Regions from separate parts of the Mus musculus genome. Here region 2 is linked to region 1. A link is a contact called in public promoter capture Hi-C data. All regions are on one chromosome and are shown on one strand. Each heading gives the region's core, a stretch centred on a gene start, on an enhancer-like site or on the middle of the called end of the contact. The rest is flanking DNA. Distances are from core to core; before and after follow the strand shown.

Region 1 (4,843 bases), core at 1,100-3,599:
AAACAAAAAAACAAACAAGAAGGGAGGGAGGGAGGGAGGGAGGGAGGGAGGGAGAGAGAGAGAGAGAGAGAGAGAGAGAGAGAGAGAGAGAGAGACAGAGACAGAGACAGAGAGAGAGAGAGAGAGAAAGAAAGAAAGAAAGAAAGAAAGAAAGAAAGAAAGAAAGAAAGAAGAAAACAAATAGCTTGTTGTTTCTTCTGGAGGGAAGACCTGGGATACAGTTATAATCTGAACAAAGCAAAACCAAACTCCAACAATGTTAAATGAACCCTTGTATCTCTATATTCTGAATCTGGCCTCTACCATTTAAAGAACACAAAGGTCATCTCATGGGGTCAGTCCTTCTCCACTCAGCAGCTGCTGCTGTCTTCGGTAGTCCTCCCCAGGTCCTGGTCAGTACACTGGGGTCACCTCCACCAATGGCATCATGGTCTCTATTCAGGGACTCTTACTCTGCCACACAGTGCCAAACCCCTCTATGGTCCCTTCAGTCTTGGAAAATACCACTGCTACTAAAGCTGCACCTTCCCCAATGGCCTCTCCTGTCTTTCAGTGGTGCCAAGCTCAGTTTGCTCTCAATGAACCCTTCAATTCTGCAGCTTTCATGGCAATCAAATGGGTATTACCTGGAAGATTCTTGCACACCACCAAGTTCAGCTATCAGCATGAGATGAGGTGCTGCTTTAGCCCACTCTGGACCACATGTGTGCACAGGACCTAGCACAGACCCATGCAGGCTCCATGGTTGCTGCTTCAGTCTCTGTGAGCCCCTATGAACCCTGCTCAGTTGATTCTGTGGGCTGTGTTCCTCCAATGTCCTCTATCCCTCTGGCTGCAACAGTCCTTCCTTCCTCTTCCTCCCTGAGCTCTGACTGTGGGTCTCTGCATCTGCTCCATCAGTTGCTGGGTGAAGCCTCTCTGGTGACGATTGGGCTAGGCACTGATCTCAGTATAGCAGAGTATCATTTGGAAGCATTCATTAACTTTTTTTTTGGGGGGGGGTCAGTAGTTTCTTCTTAAAGACAGCGAATTTCTCAGTCACAGTTAACCAGCATCATATGTCCCAGTAAAGGACAAGTTTCCCTTCGGTGGTTTTAGTTTCTTGCTAGCCAGAGATGATTTCTTACCAGGAACCAGAGATTCTTAATACAGGATACCACAGGCATGGGTTTTCAGGCTCCCTCTGAAACTTCACAAGCCAGGTCTCCATCGTCTACACTGCTCTCATCCTTCTTTTCCACATTCCCACAACTGCTCCATGAGCTCAGTGGAGTGTCTGTGACAGAGTTCCCAGCTCCTACAATTCCCCCCAAAACAGCATGGATGGGTGTGTGGCAGAGATACCCAATGCTGGTGCAAATCCTCAAGCATGGAGATGCATTCACAACTGGTGCTTTGTATAATATACTGAAAATTAGGGTATAAATTGAAATTAAGGTAAGAACTAACATTAGCTCAAAGCTTTCTATGCACCAGTATTGATGGGGCTCCCTAGAAATGTAAACTTGGGAAGCTCTTCTGACCTTGTGCTAAAGGGAAAGTCCAAGCCAGCAGCATTAGTGTCACCTATGAGTTTTCGAAAGGGAAGTCCCAGTCCCTGCCCCAGTCATTATAAATTAGAATAAACGTTTAATAATACACTCAGAGGTTTCATTCCCAGGAGTACTGCACTAACAAAGCAAAGCTCAGTAACACCAATTATCCCTAGGCAAGTAAGCATCGAAGAGTGCATCTTGTCTGAGGAGTCTCAGAGAAACGATGGTGGTCCACGATTTAACCAATACATTTCCCCAGAGAGCAGACGCCACTGCTCTTCCCATTCACCATCCCCTCTCTAGTTCCTTCGAAGAAGCATACTTCATGACCTACTTTCTAGAAAAAAAGTAATGAAAGCAACCATTCATCTTCCACTTGAAATTTTCACTTGAAAGGCATTTGCCCCGACAGAAAGGGCAAATTTAAGCCCCTGATCTATAACAATGACCCTGGAAGGTTACAGCTGAGTTTGTGTGTAACTGGGATGAGGCAATCACGAGCCTCCTTAGCTTCTGAAGGAACTCACCTCTCTGTTGTACTTGAGAACCCAAGTTTAACTGTTGGCAGGATTCTCCCACAGGCTTATCCTGATGAGCAAAAGACAAGAGCAAGTGGGATAGACAGACCTTAGCCTGAGGAGATGAGTGAGCTGGTGTACAAAACAGAAAATGTCGTTTTTATGAGCTAGGAGGTATTTTTATGGTTTGCCTTGAGTGAATAGTCTCTGATGTTGGGAGACCAGACTGGAAACAGCTGGGCTGCACTTTGGATCAGTTGCCACAGCAACTTGATACATTTGTCTCTGGTGTCATTTGATCCCTTTAAGAGCTGTATTACCTCAGCATGGATGTTTGACTTTGGGGCTTTCTGTGCAGTAAGCATGTCTGATTGTATTTCTCAGATTACTTGCAGTGTTAATTATATTCGTTTGGAAGTTTGGAGTTTAGGATTACAGAACATAGCTACCTCACAGGTGACTGGAACTCAGGATCCTATCAAGTTATCATTATAACTGTCAAACTCTAATTTCCAAGAAAAAACCACACCTGATGCTATCAGGGAAAACCATGCAGATTTCAAAGCCACCCCAAAATCTCAACTTTAGCAATATATTCCATTTTCTCACCTCAGGTAAACTTTATGAACAATGCTTTTGTAACTTAATCCCAATGTAAGTTTATGCTGGTAGTTACACTTAATTTTTTTCTTGGCCAAGTATTTTAAGCAAGAGGCACTCCATTTGGATTTTCAAAGTAAAATTGAACACACTTGTAGGATATGAAAAACAGCTTAATTTTTTTCCTTTTAAGTGTGTGAATGATTGATGTGTTGATGAGAGCCTGAGAGTGAGCCCAGCTACTGTCTTTAGGTAAAGGGCTGACTAGATTCTGTAAGTCGTTTGCCCTGACAGACATTTGTTCTCCTTTGGCCAAGTGTCTTCTTTCCCTCTTTGATGAGAAACAGTCAAGCAGCTTCATCCCGTCTCCCGGGTTCATGGCAGCTGCAGCCATAAGTCTTGATGCACAGGCATCACCATGTCTGTGTCCACTGTCACCGCACCCTTTTCTCTAAAACTCTTCATTTTTGTCTGGAGGAACAAAATCTCCTAAGAGTTCAGCAGAGAAAGAGAAATGTAATGTCATTAGAATTTATGTTGGATGGTTTTGAGAACTGCAGAAAATAATTTCATTGTTGTCTAGAGTTACATGGCTCCTGCTGGGCAGACAGTTTTCTGAGCATCACCATTATACGGCAGCATAACTGTGGCTTCCTGATGGCATTTGGTGCGGAGATGGACCACTGTTTCCTGTCTTTCCCTCTCTGTTTCTCCCTTCCCACTCCATTTCATACAAATAAAAGGAAACAAGGTTAGCAGTGAATAAAAGAACCACTAACAATAAACACTGCTGTTAATGTTCCTTTGCAGACGTCAAGGAATTCGAATTTTCTGTAATTCTGAAATTCACCGTGTGTAATTAGTATAGTTTTTCCAGTGCATGCCCAACTTTCTCATGAGATGGTCTAATGTGAATCACATGAAAAATGTGGCCAAGCATTGTAAGTGCTTTTAACATTTGTATTTCTCATTCTCTGTGGGTAAGTCTGTAAATCTAGGGTTAGCCTAATAGGATTGGAAGGGGGCAGTGAGGAGCCAGTGAGGGTTGGAAAACAACCCTCCTTTGGGGAAATTTGGCATGGCCTTAGTGACAGAGTAATGATTTCCTGTAACTTGGAGGATGTTTCATTTCATAAAAAGCTGAGGTTTGTTGTGTGGAGAGTACAGAAACTCGTCCAGGTCATCACAGAGCACACAGGAACATCACCACCAGCAGCACTTTCAATGTCAAGGAAATCAACTTGACATTCAGCCTAAAGAATGAACAGCTACAAACTTCAGAAGTCACAAGAAACAACTTGAGGATGTAAGCCATTTCCCAGATCTGTATCTCGCTATCACAGTAGCCGAGACCTCAGTGATTCCTTTTGGGTTTATAAGAACCCTGAGTTGAGAACCAAGATTGAGCATCCTTCTTCCTGCTCTCATACTACACATTGCTAAGCTGACTCCCAAGTACTCTTTCTCAAAATGCATTTTACATAGAGTATAGAAAGCCTCCATAAAATTATAAATCCATTTGTTTATAATAAGAGAGACAAGAAAGACGTGGGTATTGGGACAAAAAAAGAATCTTTCTTAGACCATTCTTCATTGCTTTGGTCAATATTTTATATGTGATTCATGCTTTTAAAAAATCACTATTGAAAGAATTGGGGTGGCACACAGAAAAACACAGCTGCATGCAAGCTAACTTTTTCTAAGTCATGTATTTTTTTCCTGGGACTACTATTTACTTGAGTTTGGGTTCAAGACATAGGAAAAGAAACAGTATATAATATCATGATCTACCTAGTTTTTATGAATCCTCTACTCAGAGATTCATGGAATGTTACTGAATGGCACAGTTTCCTTCCCAGAACTTCTGGAAACACCTATGGACAAGCATTTTCTTAGTCCTGTTATAGTAGAAATGTTAATGAACAGAAAAGAATGCAAAACCTATATATCTAATATTTGGTGAACAGACTGTCAAGAGCCACTGAGTTCTCAGTCACAGTGCAGTTTGCAATTCTTTTCAATAATTGATAATTGCTTTCCTATCACTCCCGTTCATATTCAGTTTTGACATTCCAAGAAGCTATACTGAATGTGTCTCACTAATAGAATAAGAGTAGTATGTTAAGGGTTAACCCACCTGCATATCTAATGACCACCCATGAAAAAGGGATCTTCATTAGCTTCAGCTTA
Region 2 (4,509 bases), core at 1,653-4,152, 490 kb before region 1:
TACATTATATAAAATAACCAAAGAATACATAAAATTATTTTTTTAAAAAATGTCCTCTGGCACTACGGGACAATGAGACACTTTCTCAAACTAGCTGGAGTTGCTCTCTGCAGAAACGTTAAGCCTTGGTAAGTCTCAGGGGAGAACGCCAAGTGGGAGAGAATGAATATAGAATATGGCAACCCATACGCCAAGCAGAGTGGAAGAGGCCTGGGGCTCAGCCAACTGCCAGGGAGACCTGGAAGATGGGACTGTGTTCTGAATATTCTCAATGGTGACACCCTGGAAGTAGATCTGATTAAAACCAAAAACCACGTGGCAGTCCTGGGACAGATGTGGTGAACAAGGGGCAGGGCAAACACAAGGCCAAGAGGTCTGGCTAGCTCAAAAGTAAGCAGGTGGATTATTCTTGAGTGAATTTGAACTCAGAAGTAGTATCCAAAGAGAAACCCCAAACACGAAATCAAGCGCCATAGAACTTTCTGTGGCACCATGCTTGAGGTTAGGAGGGATGGGGAGATGGTGTCGGTGTCGAAAGAAACCCACTCATTTGGATGCAAGTTTTCTGGTGTCTTCACTCTGGAGAAGTATTTCTTTAAGTCCCCACCTCCCCTACTGTGATGAGCAAACGCTCTTGGTAGTACAAGCACTCCACTGCTTTAGCTAACTTTGAATCTCTAACCTGGCCATTTTGTATGTCAGATGAACGTCTGCTAGTAAGTTAAATATGGAGAAGAATGCGCAAGGAGCCTGGTGCCTATTCTCCCTCACTCGAAGGGGCAGAACTAGAAACCCTGGAGACTTCTGTTTCTGCTCCGTATAGTGTGGAAGCCGCTGTCAGCAACTGGAGCTGTCCAGCAATGGAGTTCCTTCTCTTTGGAAATGGTGAACTTCCAGCTCTAGGAATTTGAGGCAAAGGCTAAGTACGGGTCTCTGTGGGAACTCTGTAGTGTGTAATGAGGTATGCAATAAACTCTTAAGGCTCTTCTGGGCTCAGTCTCACAATACCTGGCACTTGGTAGACACCAGAACTACAGGTGGGAGAAAAATGGATCAGAAGAAATATGAGTTAGCTGGTGAGCCAAGAAAAATGGAAGAGGCCAGGGACTCAGCTAGCTGCCAGCCAGGTAGAAAAACATGAGATATCCAGGGAGCCAATAGCAGACCTTCCTGGAGTTTTAGCGCCATACATAGATCAGAGGTATTCTTTGGGTACCTGAAGCCTCTCATGGTTATGAAGGGCAGTTTTATCTTTGAAGGGGGATAGGAGCTGGGGAAGAATAAGACCACTGCTCACCCTTCTTAAACTCCTCCAGTACAGTGTCCAGCCGGGTATCATTGAAGACACAATGCAGGGGCCTGTTGTAGAAGCGGGTGACTGTGAGCAGCGGGGTACAGTCGTCCGGGTCCACAAAGGCCAAGTCTTTGACGAACAGAATGTCCACAATGTTGTGCCTCTGGTCGCCCTCATACACCGGGATGCGAGTGTAGCCACTACGGAGGATCTCGGATACAGTGGCGAAGTCAAGCACGGCGTCAGAGCGCAACATGAAGCAGTCCCCTAGAGGGGTCAGCACCTCCTCTACCACCTTGGTGCGCAGCTCCAGGGCTCCCTGAATGATGTTGAGCTCTTCCTTCACCAGGTCGCTGTAAGGGTCGGCGGCCCGCAGCGTCTCCAGCAGCTTTTCCCTCGTGTAGAAGGTGCTGATCTCCTGGCGCAGAGCCCAGTCCAGGAGGCGGCCCAGAGGGTAGCACACCGGGAAGGCAGCCGCCATGAGGAGCCGGGTCAGGCACACACTGTGCGAGGCGATGGCCAACCCGTGGCGCGAGCACACCGAGTACGGACAGATCTCGGCTCCCAGGAACACGGCGCCGGTGCACACCAGCGCCGGCAGCCACGGGAAGTGAACCCCCGCCTCGCCGGAGTCCTCCCCGGGGTCCCCGACGCCCGGCGGCAGCGAGGCGTACAGCCAGCCGGCCAGCGCGGCATTGGCGCCGGCTTGGCCCAGGAGCAGGGTGCAGAGCAGATGGGTCCCCCTGCCGCGCACGGCCTGCACGCGGCGCGCCTGCTCCTGCTCGGCGGCCGAGCCACTGTTCCGCAGCACCCGTAACTCCACCGGGTCCAGCGAGAGCAGGCTCAGGCGCAGGCCGCTGAACAGGGCGGACAGGGCCAGCAGCAGGAGCGCCCCGAGCGCTCGCAGCCACGCGGGCGGCAGCAGGTCCCCACCCGGGCCGTAGAGGCGCGGGCGGACGCGCAGCAGGAAGCCGCCGGCGGCGCCGTGGTGGTGCCAAGCGCGCCCGTCCCAGGCGCACAGCGAAAAGAGCTTCCCGCCGCCGCCCGCGCCGCCGCGCTCCGCCTCGCCCTTCCGCAGCTCCCGCACCCGCACCTGGACCAGGGCCGAGCCCGCCACGCCCCCGGGGCGCAGGGGCCCCAGGACCTCCACGTCCGACGCCCAGTCGCTCTGCTCGCGGCAGCGCTGAGGTCCCGGGGGACGCGTGGGGACCGCGCTGGGCGCCGCGCCGCCCGCGCCCGGGGGCTCCTCGATGAACACGAGCCGCGGGGCCCAATCGCCCGTGCCGTTTTCCCCCGGGGCCAGGGAGGGTGCGGGCACGGGCGCGGCGGGGACCGGCGGGCCAGGCTGGAAGTAGACCCGCAGGAGGAAGCTGGTGCCTTCGGCCGCCCGCAGGGTGCCCCCCTCCAGAGACACGCGGCCTCCGGCAGTGTCTTCGGGTCGCAGACCCAGTAACCAGGCAGCGGCGGCCGGGGGCCGAGGGGACAGGGAGAAGAAGAGCAGGAGTACGGCGCCCCGGCTGCAGCAGTCCCGGAGCCTGACACCCAGCGCTGCTGCCGCCGCGGCCGCCGCCGCCATCCTGCACCCGGCGCGGTTGCACGTGATACTGCAGCAAGCCGAGCGCGAGCTGGAGGGAGGGAGGAGGAGCTGGAGCCCGGAATCCAGCCCCAGGCAGGTCACCACGTGTGCTCCCCTTGCGCGCGTGGGCTGGAGGCGGGGGTGGGGGAGGTGATGGTGGGAGTGGTAGGAACCCGCCTGGTGGCCACGCACCGTCACAGTGCCTAGCCTGGATACACTTAAGTATATCTGAGCCCTGGGAAGGCTGGGTTTGGAGCATGGCCTCCTACATCTGTAGTTCCTCCTCTTCAACCTTCCCCCATTCCACTCCCTGCCCTTATGGCGAATTCCCGGCAGTAATTCCAAACTGCAGGCTCACTGCTTCCCATTGGACCCAGGAAATTTCCCAGCGTTTTCCTTCTGTCCTTCGTGTTCTTGCTTCTAATTAAAAGATATTCTGGTGGTTGGTCCTATGAAATCCGTGAAAAAAATTGGCCTCAATCAAATTCTAGCTAATCTTTCATATTGTAAAAATTTCCAAATTATTTAAGTGCAATTCCTTGTTAAGATACCAGTGTTAATCAATAAATTGAAATGCATTATGGGACCAATTTGGAACAGAGTATTATGCATCCAGGAAAAGACTGTACAATACCCAATGTCTATATAATTTGGAAAAGTCACCAAAGAAAAAAAATAGTAAGGTTCAGGACCATGATGCAATATACCGCCGTTTTGTTAAAAGTATTCACGGATAAAGTTTATGCACATGCTCGTGTATGCCAATGGGAGGATGCTCAATAAATACAATAACAGGATTAGTCTCAATGCACAGATTAACAAGAAGTTGTTAAAAGAATACACAGAAACAACTCTGCTTTTCACTCAGTTCCTTCTACGGTTTACATCAAAAGCAGGAAACCGACATTGGGGTAAAACTCCTATCATTTTGTCATATCTAAATTTGTGTAACCACCATCACTGTAGTAAAAATACACACCCGACTGTTCCCCAGGAAGATCTGGGAGCCTTTCCCCCACTGAACTGCTCACGTTATTTCTATCCACCATCTGCTAGTGTTGCTTTATTTTTATGACTCGATTCTTAAGTGTATGTAGCAAAAATCACTTTTTTTTTGTTATATTGCTATGTATGTTCCATTGCGTTTTGAGACTGGGTCTCATGTCACACAGGCCAAGCTCACTCGATTGCCAAGAATGATTCCAGGATTACGCATGTGCACCACGACCCTCTGCAATGCTATTACACACGTCGATGGATGCGTGTTCATGTACCCATCCTAGTAAAAAGTAGTTCCATTCTGACCTGGGGATGTAGCTTGCTTGCCTAGCACACAGTAGGCCCTGGATTCCACCCCCCCCACCCCTCCCACCCCAACCCCCGCCCCCCACATCACACCTGCACTTGGAGTGGGTGGTTCCATCCTTGGCCTTTTCCTCTGTAGTTTCCTTTCCCAGAGAATCGTATGAATAGTAAGCAAGCAGCGTTTGGAAGCTGCCATTGCTCACTGTGTGTACTTAACATTCATCCAAGTTGCATTTGCCAATAACCCATCCATTTGTAGATGAGCCGAATTGATTATGTGGATAAGTCACAGTGTGTTCATCTAGTTAAGGAATGATTGAGCTTTAAACATTTG

The links. Promoter capture Hi-C pulls out the DNA fragments that hold promoters and counts their contacts.
Region 2: a promoter capture Hi-C map of cranial neural crest shows a contact between it and region 1, with 4 times the contacts expected there. The contact joins the promoter of Cnnm1 here to the enhancer-like site in region 1. A contact is called at or near these places in 5 of 39 promoter capture datasets (the C10 cell line, cranial neural crest, embryonic stem cells and 2 more) and 2 of 115 datasets of contacts at active chromatin or transcription factors (craniofacial prominence and stem cell-derived neural progenitor cells).

The regions. Positions count from the first base shown.
Region 1 is chr19:42,945,792-42,950,634 of GRCm38.p6, reverse strand. The region is part of intron 6 of Hpse2 (heparanase 2); the gene reads left to right. Among named protein-coding and RNA genes, the nearest start is that of Hps1, 170 kb to the right of the region's middle. Within about 2 kb of position 2,349, at least 16 of the 459 cell types and tissues checked have an H3K27ac peak or open chromatin away from gene starts, as enhancers often do. A contact at or near this core is called in craniofacial prominence, where this site is marked.
Region 2 is chr19:43,438,806-43,443,314 of GRCm38.p6, reverse strand. Cnnm1 (cyclin M1) reads right to left here and starts at 2,902. Exons shown (of 12, transcript NM_001373992.1): 1 at 1,298-2,902. The coding sequence starts at 2,870.